3 separate regions of the Mus musculus genome follow, and all the other regions are linked to region 3. Evidence: chromatin contacts called from public promoter capture Hi-C data. All regions are on one chromosome and are shown on one strand. The core of a region is the stretch at or near the end of the contact, and the rest is flanking DNA. Distances in the headings are between cores, read along the strand shown. Region 1 holds the start of Zbtb24 (zinc finger and BTB domain containing 24). Region 2 overlaps Cep57l1 (centrosomal protein 57-like 1). Region 3 has its middle 18 kb from the start of Foxo3.

Evidence for each region. Promoter capture Hi-C pulls out the DNA fragments that hold promoters and counts their contacts.
Region 1: a promoter capture Hi-C map of the HPC-7 cell line shows a contact between it and region 3, with 5 times the contacts expected there. The contact joins the promoter of Zbtb24 here to the enhancer-like site in region 3. A contact is called at or near these places in 6 of 39 promoter capture datasets (the 3T3-L1 cell line, 3T3-L1-derived adipocytes, the HPC-7 cell line and 2 more), 1 of 484 Hi-C or Micro-C datasets (cortical neurons), 1 of 115 datasets of contacts at active chromatin or transcription factors (embryonic stem cells) and 1 of 9 other capture datasets (liver).
Region 2: a contact with region 3 is called in a promoter capture Hi-C map of hematopoietic stem and progenitor cells, with 3 times the contacts expected there. The contact joins two enhancer-like sites. A contact is called at or near these places in 8 of 39 promoter capture datasets (the 3T3-L1 cell line, 3T3-L1-derived adipocytes, the HPC-7 cell line and 3 more), 1 of 15 datasets of contacts at CTCF or cohesin (large pre-B cells) and 1 of 9 other capture datasets (liver).

Annotation. Positions count from the first base shown.
Region 1 is chr10:41,448,026-41,451,615 of GRCm38.p6, forward strand. Zbtb24 (zinc finger and BTB domain containing 24) reads left to right here and starts at 2,333. Exons shown (of 7, transcript NM_153398.3): 1 at 2,333-2,505; 2 at 3,064-3,590. The coding sequence starts at 3,095.
Region 2 is chr10:41,749,920-41,753,885 of GRCm38.p6, forward strand. All of the region lies in intron 2 of Cep57l1 (centrosomal protein 57-like 1), which reads right to left. The region is part of intron 1 of BC048559 (cDNA sequence BC048559); the gene reads left to right. Among named protein-coding and RNA genes, the nearest start is that of BC048559, 5.2 kb to the left of the region's middle. Within about 2 kb of position 2,347, at least 76 of the 459 cell types and tissues checked have an H3K27ac peak or open chromatin away from gene starts, as enhancers often do. A contact at or near this core is called in hematopoietic stem and progenitor cells, where this site is marked.
Region 3 is chr10:42,292,749-42,296,617 of GRCm38.p6, forward strand. No RefSeq gene overlaps it. Among named protein-coding and RNA genes, the nearest start is that of Foxo3, 18 kb to the left of the region's middle. Within about 2 kb of position 1,298, at least 46 of the 459 cell types and tissues checked have an H3K27ac peak or open chromatin away from gene starts, as enhancers often do. A contact at or near this core is called in the HPC-7 cell line and hematopoietic stem and progenitor cells, where this site is marked.

The sequences.
Region 1 (3,590 bases), core at 1,083-3,582, 840 kb before region 3:
AGAAGCAGGTGTACACTGTCTGTATTCTCAGGCACTCTTCCTGTCTGAATTAGATCTTTTTTTTTTCAAAGCCAATATATACCACTTGGGTGTAGTGCAGAGGATAGGGCTGGGAAATAGGAGTAGGAGTACTATCAGACTAGCGAGGAGGAAGATGAGGAGGAGGAGGAGGAGGAGGAGGACAAAGAGAAAGTGGGGAGGAGGAAGAGAAGGTGTGGCTATAAAGCTGTGCTGGTACTGTCCAACAGCACGATTATCCTTTTGTTCCTCTCAAGTCCCAGAAGTCATGATGGGCTTTGGACTACAGCTTCTTCAGCAGATATCAGCAAACCATCCTAGATCTCACAGAGGTTCTGTTACCTTCACTGCCACAGAAGACTTCCACTAACTGTCATCTGCCAGCTAATGATAAGCCTTCTCCTTTCTCCTGGGTCAAGTTCTCCACAGACCCAATCCATCCAGAGGCCAGGAGACAGGAGGCTCTGTTGATTTCTCTCTCTCTCTCTCTCTCTCTCTCTCTCTCTCTCTCTCTGTCTCTGTCTCTTTCAGGTGGGAAGGGGTAGAATAATGGAAATTAGATATGGAAAAGAAGGAGGAAAAATTCTGGATAACCCATTTATTTCACTATTTCCTCTATTAGCAATCTTACTCATAAAAGGGTATAATCTATGCTCTAATAATATTATCATCAATATCTTCAACACTCTAGATTTTTGCTATGAGCTGACATTTTAAATTCTTCAAATTTCAAAGTAATAAATATTTTGAGCATTTTAAATCTTGTTGGCTTTCATTTTATTAACCTACATCTTCACCTAATATTAACCTACATCTAGCTGTGAGCATCTCACATTTGGTTTGGCCACCTCAGCCTTGTCCAACCAGCCTTTTCTGACAGTCTTCCTCAGAGTGGTTCCTGGTGACCAGCTCCGAGTGACACTCTTACCGATAACCAGTTTCTCCTTTAAATAGCAGCTTATTCGATAAATTTGATCTAGTTTTGGCTCTGTGGAGTTTTTATTGCATTGTTTTTACTGCAATTCTTTCAGCAGAAAACCAAACAAAAACCTATGTGAAAGCAAAGTTGAAAGACTGACCCTTGTTCTTTCTGTCTTTTTATCATTATTATCATTATCATTATTATTATTATTTTCCTCTCGGTGCTGAGGGCAGAATCCAGAACCCAGTGCTCTATCACTGAACAAAATCCCCAATCCCACAACCACCCTTGTTCCTTCTGGAGTGCAGAAGTCAAGCAAAGCTCTCCTGGCATCCCACTCGGACGCCCACATATCTGACCGATTTCGAGGGAGCTCTGGATAGAGTGCACTAGATAACTCTGTAAAGATAAGGGGGAAACCACAGAGCTCATACCTGTGTGGTATGAGCTGCTTTTGTGAGACCCCAACTTAGAGCGTTTCTCCCTGGAAGGTAAAGCCCCTAGACGTTCCCCAAGCTTGTTTTCCCTGATCTCTAATGCGGAGACACTTAGGGAGACACTTCGTCCTCAGCTAGCTGATAATAAAACCTCTTGCAGTTTGCATCAGGTGTGGTTTTCTCTCGGGACACTGGGGTGCTGGCCAGCTCATCCCGGGACTTGAGCGGAGGCCCAGCTTTGGGGGTCTTACACTTTTAATAAAAACTAGTAAGAAAGAAAGAGTCCGGCTGGTAATTCCATCTTTAGTTTCCAAATTGTGGGCAATATAGATGGCAAATTTATAATCTGGAAGTGGACAAAGTAGAGATAATTAGGTACACGCGATGCATAAACGCTGAGCGGAAGCTGCTGGCACAGTTGGAGTAGGTCCGGAACGAATCTGAGCGGGACTTAGGAGCATTGGTCCGGAACACAGAGCCACAGCAGATCCTACCCAGGTTTTTATTTAGAGAACTCTCCCATACCCATAGGTCTCAGAGGGAGCGACACTGTCCTGAGACAACTGAAACCCTCAATAGTCTCTCAGAAGTGCCATAAATCTAAATAAAAACAGCGGTCGTTTCGGTCTTTTTAGCCAAGCCAAGCACTTACTAAGCTCATTCTAACCGTACCAGGTAGGTTAACACCTCCATTTTATGGATAAACACAGAGCTGAGGATGAGTAACTTGGGAAGGAAAGCGAGGAAGAGGATTCATTCAGGAGGTAAATATCTGCTGATTGAAGCCACCGCCGTCTTTATGCTCAGCATCTAATCAGCGGATGTGGTGTCTACTGAGGTCTAAAGGAAACTCAGCGGGGTAACTGGAGGTAAATTTCCGCAGATTGGCAGGTTTCCGCACCAGACCCTCCCTTTCCGGATTCCACAGCAAAGCCCGCCCTCGGGGCGGGGCTCCGGGGTCACGTGATGCTACGGCCCTTGTGCGCGCTTCCGGGTTGACAGACGCCGGGAGTCCGGAGCTACAGCGTAGTGGTGGCGGGGGCGGGGACCGGCGACAGGCCCGGTTAGTGCCCTCTGGGCAGCCGGGTGGGCTGACCGTAGCAAGTCCCTGCGGGGCGGCCCTGACAGGTAGGTCCGCGGCCGGTTGGTTCGGCCCGGGGCCTTGGGCCGCGGAACGTCCGCGGGACTCAGGCCCCAGGCCTGGGACGGAGCTCCGGGCGCCGCTGCTCAGAGCGGGGCCTCTGAATCCGCGCGTTATTTCACCGTAGATCTCCCTTGCGTGGGTTCGTTCCCATATTTCTCATATATGTTCCTATAGTCGAAACAGCTATTCCGTGTGTAGCATCGAGGCAGCACACCCCCAACTCCAACTTTGTGCCGCCACACTTTGAAAGTTTAATTACAAAGTTAACGGACCGGAGGGCCGTACAGACTTTTGAACCCGTTCTCTAATTTCCAGAGGAAATTCCCCACCGTAAGAGGTTATGTGGGTACTGGAGAGGCATCCAGCAGGGTAGCCGCAACAAGGGGAGGAACCCAAGGCTTGGCTTTCCAAGTAGAGTGTAGAAGGTGATAATGTAAAAAAAAAAAAAAAAAAAAAAAAAAAACTGGGTTGTGACAGCTGGAACACGAACAGTCTAGTTAGGCAATACTTCTTCCTAAATAAACATTGATTTTTTATTTCAGATTTAAGCCTCTTCAGAGTCTTCTGGAGAAAATGGCAGACACAACCCCGGAGCCTTGTGGGCAGCTTATGGTACACTCAGACACTCACAGTGACACTGTGCTGGCCAGTCTGGAGGATCAAAGGAAGAAGGGCTTTCTTTGTGATATTACTTTAATCGTGGAGAATGTGCATTTCCGAGCCCATAAAGCCTTGCTGGCCGCCAGTAGCGAGTATTTCTCAATGATGTTTGCGGAAGAGGGCGAGATTGGCCAGTCTATCTACATGCTGGAAGGCATGGTTGCAGACACCTTTGGCATCCTGCTGGAATTTATCTATACAGGTTATCTACATGCCAGTGAGAAAACGACAGAGCAGATCCTGGCTACTGCTCAGTTCTTAAAAGTCTATGACCTGGTAAAGGCATACGCAGACTTCCAGGATAACCATAGCGCCCCAAAGCCACCAGCTTTGAACTGCACTGGGACGCCAGTGGTGGTTATTTCCAATAAGAAGAACGATCCTCTGAAACGGAAACGGGGAAGACCAA
Region 2 (3,966 bases), core at 1,097-3,596, 540 kb before region 3:
CTTTTAAGTCAGTGCGGGCTATGCATCAAGACCCTACCACAAAAAGAAAACAAGAGTAATCAACAGGTTTCTTCTTAGTATCTTAGAATTTGATTTTATAAGACACAATTTGTGCTTACAGGGCTATAGAGATGGCTCAGCAGTTAAGAGCACTGACTGCTTTTTCAGAGACCTGGGTTCAGGTCCCGGAATCCACATGACAGGGAACTGTAACCACAGCTCCAGGGCTCTGACTCCCTCGTCTGGCCTCTGAGGATACCAGGTACACACATGGTGTACAGACATACACACAGGCAAACCCATACACATAAAAGTAAAATTGTATACAATACATATAGCTAAAGGAACACTGTAGTACACTGGCACACACCTTTACTGTATTGGTATTCATGGATTTTAAACTTTACATAAATGGACTTATACATTTTTCACTTAAACAACTTGGCATTTATGGCATTTGTTTCCATTGTTGCCTTGTCTGCTCTGGGGACTCTGTATCAGGCCCCTCTTGCTCCAACATAACATGAGCATAACGTTAACATAACGTACCTGAAGGACAGCCTCAGCTCCAGAACCCAGGGGGACCTGTGAAATCTTTCCTGACACTTCACTCCACTCTGAAATTCACATTTCCTGCTTGCTTGCTTGCTTCCCTCCCTCCCTCCCTCCCTTCTGTGGTGGCTGGTCCCAAGAATACTCTGAACACTGCACCTCCATGACGGGGCCGGCTTCCTGTCACTCCAAGCCCAGCCACCGTGCCTCCTCACCATTCCTTGCTGCATCTACATTCCTCCTTCATAAAGTCTGCATCTTAAAGTCCAGATTAGTTAGCATTAGGGCAAATTTTATTAATTTTTGCATCATAATATCTCTCTTACATTCTTTTAAAAGTTAATTGTGCAGGAGCTGGAGAGATGGCTCAGCTTTTAAGAGCACTTGCTGTACTGCAAAAGATCTGAGTTCTGTTCCCAGCACTTAAACATCAGATGGCTCCCAACCCCCTGGAACTCTAAGTCCATGGGATCAGCTATGTTCTTCTGGCCTCTATGGCCTCCACCTACATTCCTGTACATACACACATACATACAAATGGAAAATAATGTAAGTCTTGAGCAGTCTTAAGAAGAAAGGTAACGCTGCTGTCTGGTTCTGGGTTGGAAGCACTATGATGCTCTCTCTATCTTCCACCTTCCCAGCATGGCTGGCTGGCTGTCTCTCTGGGGACTATTGTAGCTTTGCAGTAACTGTCATGGTGTGTTTAGGTGTGACTCTCTTTTTCCATAGCCCTATTTGGGATTTATTTATCTTCTAAAACCTTCCTACATCAGTGTGAGAAATGTCCCAGCTGTCACTGATTTTGACTATTGCTTCTCTGTGGGATGGTAAAACCATGACAAGAAGCTTGGTAAGGTAGAGTGGGTCTGAGACCCAGAGACCTGGTGGACATATACCTGAGATTTAGGCAACTCCACCGCTCCCTGCCAGATTCCAGGCCTGGAATACAAGTCGCACTCGACACATAAGGAAGCTTGATCTGTGGTCATGTAGGCACAGAACAGAGTTCTCCATGCTAATGAAGTACCTACAGGCCCTGAGGGTTTAGCCAATAAGCTTCCCTTTCCAGACATTCTATCTCCCAGCAAAAGGTATTTAATCTCGGGTCCACCCGAGAAGTTGGCATGGTACGGTATGTATCCATTTTCCACGATGAGCAGTCGTCAATAAACAGCTTAGAACAGTGGACTGTCTCTTTCATCAAGATCTGCCGTGGGGAGCCATGAAGAAGGCATTTGACTACCGCGCTTAATTCTCCTGTAGAAGGCTTCTCTGCGCTTCAAGCCACAACCACCACAAAGCTAAGGACAATCACTGCTGAGTTAAACCAGAGCTCCCCTTGGTCCCCACCCCAGACTAGATGCTGTCCTCAGCCCGCAGGCCCCTGACTCTGTTCCCAACTCCTCGAGACTCAGTGACACCCAGATGCCCATGAGTTTGGGTGCCCCCAGTCCCAGCCCCATTGAGGCCCTGTGGACCCCCAATACTTTGTTCCTGATTTCCGGGGGCCCAGAAGTCAGCTTCGGCCTTCTCATACCTCAGCCTGCACTTCCACTCTGGGAGTGGCGTCTCTGCTTCCTTGAAGCCCAGCACCTGCCTCAGCGTCTGAGTCAGCTCTGTGGGAAGCGCAGCCAAACTCCCTGCAGAGGCAGGCGGAACAGGACGGTTTTTCTCTAATCTCACTGGACATGACTTCACTTTCTTAGAGGTTGCTGAGTTTGAGTCTCAGTCACTCACTCTCCAGCAAGCCAAGAATGCTCTAACTTTTAGGAGGTAATCACTGGGGGCGGGCTTTGAGAGGAGCGCCTAGCCACACTTCCTGTTCTACTTCCTGTTCCTAACTGCTGGGTGGGCCTCAAGCTCCAGCCGCCTTGCCCCCCCGACCTTGGTGGGCTCTGTCCTCTGGAATGGTAAACAGAAGCAAAGCCGTCATTCTAAAAGTAGCTTGCTAGCAGCATATTCTTACAGAAAAGTCTCTCGACAAACTTACTTTTCTTTGATAATTTGAGAACTCAATCTCTGTCATGTGTGGGGTCTGCTACCTGTTTGCAGTGGCTGGTTAATTTATGGTCAGCGATTTCGTTTTTGTGAGTGGGTCTTGCTCAAAGCACCCAGATCATGAACTTAAGAGCCTCCCTCCTCAGCCTCCGGAGAGCAGGGATTACAGGTGTGATCACAGTGCATCTTGGAATTTCCATTTCATATGTCTTCATTTTTTGCATTACAGCCAGGCCTTGCACATCCCTAACTGGTACTCCACCAGTGAGCCTTATTGTAGAATTCTTGGTTTTCAATTAATTTCATAGAACTGAGGAATTCTTTGAAGTTCATGTTTAAATCATTCTGGGAATGTCGCTCAATGGTGGAGTGCTTCCTACCATGTGAAAGCCCTTGCTCTGACTTCCTACGTCACACACAAAAAAGACTCTTCTGCAAAGGTGATTTATGCTCATTCCCGATAGGTCTCTGCAATACCCAAACCCCATTAAAACAAACTTTTAGGTGGAGACCTTGGGGGTGGGGGTGGGAGGCTGGGCACAAATTCAGACACAGCAAGGGCTGTGATGGGAAGTTCTCAGGACAGGTCTATATTGGGGATTGGTTCCAATGCTTTGAAATAACCTGGTCCTCAAATTGGGAATCTGCATGTCCAAATGCTGAAGGTCCTTGTCCCCGATTGGTTTTTGATCGATTAATAAAGATACCAGCGGCCAATGGCTGGGCAAAGGGATATGGGGCAAGACCCTTAGATTTGCATGGGCTAGGGCGAGAGGTGGGGGAGGGAGGAGAAGGAAGACTTGGGGGAGAAGGATGGGACATAAGAGCTGCAGGAGAGAAAGCCAACAAGCCATGTAAGAATGCAGGAAAGTGGCCAATTCGGGGATTAGGGTGACAGGCGGAAGTTTAGGAGTCTCAGGAATACTGCAGGAGGTCATTTGCTATTAAGGGAAGGTTTAGGAGTGCCCAGCCTTTGAGCTAGTCACACATGTCAAAAATTAGATGGTGTATGTGTGTGTGTGTGTACGCGCCTGCATGCATTCGACCCACTGGGAGCCAAGTGGTGCAACCCTTTACAGCTACAGGTGTACTCATTGTAAAGCCAGGGATAAACATGGGAGTGCATGCGGGTCTGAAGTTGGTCTCAAGAGCTGGTTATTTTCATAAACCATCCATGCAATGTTTGACACTTTAGGCATCCTTTCTGTATACTGTCAGGTTTGAACTTCTGACTCAGCCAAGAATAAGGCTTCTCTTTGCCATGCAAGCAGCTTCCTCTTAAAGCCCACGATCTGAGCCTCGAAGGACCAGAAGACACCTTCAGCAGCAGACAGGGCTCACCTGCCCTGTGCAGATGCACTTTCTTATTATCTGGACAGTCATATTGTTCTCTTACTTTGGTGCCAATTCAGT
Region 3 (3,869 bases), core at 48-2,547:
CTCTCGGTTCTTACATCCCCTGTTCCCTTTTCATTAGAAACAAAGCTAAGGAAAAACTGCCAACACCTCCTGCTGGCAAGAAATCGCACCTTAGAGGTACAGGTACCAGCCTCCTCTGTCCCCCTTGACTGAAGCATGCCCACTCTCACCAAAAAGAATGAGCCAGATAGGAAAAGAACCTTCTTAGTCTCTATTTAGGTATTTTGATGTTTGGAGACAGGGTCTCACTATATAGGCCAGGCTGGCTTTAACTTGACATCTCCTGCTTCCACTCGCCACGTTCTAAGACTAGAGGCATGTACCAGCACACCTGGCAGAATCCCCCCTTGGAAGCAGATGTGCTTTTATGAAGACCCCAACATGTCTTCTGGGTTTTATAACCAGTTCCACTTCTCCATACTAATCTAGCATAACTCTTAAAAGATTGAATAGTGACTCACCCCAGGGATGAATTGAGTCTCACGGTCGGGGTCTTGTTTTCCTGAGAGCCTCAACCTTCAGAACCACCTTGGGAGGTGAAGTGGGGTCGGCCAGTGGAGCTCTCAGCAAGCACTTGACCAGCTGTTTTGCCTGTGTGAGCCCTGCAATTACCTAGGGTGGGTTGGTCTGCTTTGCAACTACATCTATTAGCCTCAATCTTCAGTGCCGCTGGCCGCTGTGATCATGGTTGGAAGCATCCAGAGATGCTGTCTGACATCCGTCTCTCTCTGGGTATCATCAGTAACCCCTTAGCTGTGTGCTCCCTACCCTTGCTGCTGCCAAGTGCCACTGCCCCCACCTCTCCCCTGGATCTTTGCAAAATGGCCAACATAGGGGTTATGTCTGTGTGCATTCAGCCACACAGCAGGGCCACCAGTCTGTGCTGCCAAGCAGCGGCGGGTGCCTGCATGTGATTGCAGCTTTCAGAACATGCCTTGCGCACTCCAAAGCATTATACCAGAGGCAAGTCTCCACTTTCGCTCTTAAGTCCCTTTCTTGTAAACCACCAGGCTTGCTCAAGATGACCATTCCAGAAGCCTCTCTCACAGACACAGCTCAGACTGCTATCCAGGCTTTTCTGCTCCACCGGAGAGAGCACCACAGTTGCCCCTGGAGCACTGTGACCCCCAGAACAACTGAGCACTTGACCTCCTTATCTCTAGTGTCCGTCCTGGTAAGCCTTACTCCTTTGGTTTTCTACCTCTTGGCCACTACCCAGGAAGCTCTGGGAGGGGCAGAAGGGAACAGAAAGACCTCTGAGGAAGGCTCAAACATACAGTTCCATTACATTGCTCAAGACACCAAGAAACCACAGTACAAGTGCGTTGGGGAGGGTGACCTTACCCGAGCCCACACACCCACCCACACACAGCTGGTTGGCTGACTGGCCAGAGGCAGCTGCTTCTCAGCAACTTCTAGTACAATGAGTCACCTCTAAAACAGGACCCTTAACCTGCCCTGATGGGGACACTCAGACGTACTCAGGAGGGGTAAATTCTTTCCAATGGACCAGGATGAAGGAGCCATCATTTTCACACAATGCCATGAAGGTTCCCTCAGATGAACGAGTGCTTCTTCTATTTACCCACAACTCGAGGCCCTCTAGGTCAATCCTGCCTTGTTTCCAGCTAACAGGGAGAGGCCAAGAGGGCCTGGCTCAGTGGAAACCACTCAGATCTCAACCACACTTCCTGGGTTCCAGTGTTTCTCATGGGGAAATGAGTATTTTAATTGACTGGCACCTGCCAAGGGTTGGCTTTGTCTGAATGTTTGTAACCCAGCTGGGGACACTAGCTTACCATACTAGGAATGACATTGGGATTCCAAACATGTTTGGCACACATCCCAAGGTCTATTGCTAGTAAGAATCCAAGACACCTGCATGTGTGGCAGATGATGGGTACAGGCAGCATGGCACATGACATCCCTTTTCTAGAAACACTTATATCTGCTGGGCTCAGTCTCACTGGTTTTATCACGGTGTGGCTGACCACAACAGGGCCCCAACTTTGTAGGCAGAGAGGGAGAAGAGCACAGAATCGCAGTGCCCATTTCTTGTTGGCAGCTTTCAAGATCACACTGGGAAGTGTGATTGCATTAGCCTGCACCTTGTTACCAAGAAAACTAGAGAAGAAAGGAAGGAAGGAAGGAAGGAAGGAAGGAAGGAAGGAAGGAAGGAAGGAAGGAAGAGAGGGAGGGAGGGAGGAAGGAAGGAAGGAAGGAAGGAAGGAAGAGAGGGAGGGAGGAAGGAAGGAAGGAAGGAAGGAAGAAAGAAAGAAAGAAAGAAAGAAAGGAAGAGGAAGGGAAGGGAAAGGAAAGGAAAGGAAAGGAAAGGAAAAGAGAGAAAAAGGAAAGGAGAGAAAAGGAAAAGAGAGAAAAGGAAAGGAGAGAAAAGGAAAGAAAAGAAAAGTATTTTCTAACTAGGTGCCAGGGCACTGTGATAGGTTTCATCAGAGGCAGAGACTATGCTTGAATTTCTGATCTTCTCCTGCCATCTTGTGGCTGGGAGGACGAGCTTGCTCTAAAGACAAGGAGATGAAGGCAGGGAAGAGAAAAACAGTGCTGTGGCAGCCCAGTGACTTGCTGGGGTTCACTGCCCACCACTCTACATATCAATACTCATGTAGGAGTGTGTATTATGTGTATGTATTATGTATTATGCATGTATATATATATATATATGTGTGTGTGTGTGTGTGTGTGTGTGTGTATATTATGTCTGTATGTGTATGCGTAATATATGTATGTGTGTATATGTCTGCCTGTATGTATATATTATGTATGTGTGTATGCATGTATGTATGTATATGTATGTTTGTATATGTGTGTATGTATGTGTGTATATATGTATATATTTGTATGTGTTTATGCATAATGTATATGTATGTGTGTATATATGTATGTATATGTGTATTGACAGGGTTTTATCATGTAGCCTAAGCTGGCCTTGAACTCTCAGTAATCCTCTGGATTCACTCCCCTGAGTGTTGAGGTTACAGGTACAAGCTAACACACTCAGAAATATCCACTTTGGAATTCACACTGATTGTAGTAGCAGTAGTAGTAGTAGTAGCAGCAGCAGCAGTAGTAGTAGCAGTACTGAACTAGCTATGCAGTGAAGGATGACCTTGAACTTGATCCTTCTGCCTCCACCTCCCGAATGCTCAGTTCTATGATGCTGGGGCTTAAACCCAGGGCTTCGATAATTTCCCAGCGCTGTGCCTATTATCCCAAGCCTGAGGTCGGCATGGTACTGCACACCTGTAGTCCTAACAGCACTGGAGAGGCAGAGACAAGAGAAAGAAGCGCTCCCGGCTAGCTTGCCTAACAGGAGATTTTGTTCAAAACAAACTAGCATTTCTACACTCAGTCTCTCCTTATCTGTCTGTGGTGCAACCAAAAATTCCTTCACATGAACTGATGTCCACACCTACAAAACTGTCTTCCTTCCCTGATCACCCGACCCAACAGTTTGAGACAGGATGGCACTATGTAGCCCTGGCTGGAGTGGAAATCACTACATAGACCAGGCTGGCCTTGGCCTCACAGAGACCCTTCCTGCCTCTGCCTCTGGGGTGATGGGATTAAAGGCAAGTGCCACTATGCCAGGCTTAAAACTTTCTTAAACCATTTTTGTTTCAAATATAACTTTTAGAAAGCATTTGTTTTAGATTTACTTTTTTAAATTAAACTTTTGTTTGGTTTTTTGAGACAGGGTTTCTCTGTGTAGCCCTGACTATCCTAGAACTGACTCTATAGACCAGGCTGGCCTCGTACTCAGATCCACCTGCCTTTGTCTACAGACTTCTGGGATTAAAGACATGTGCTACTACCACCAGCTATAATTAAACTTCTGAGACGTGTTCATTAGCATGCAATGGTAAGACGAC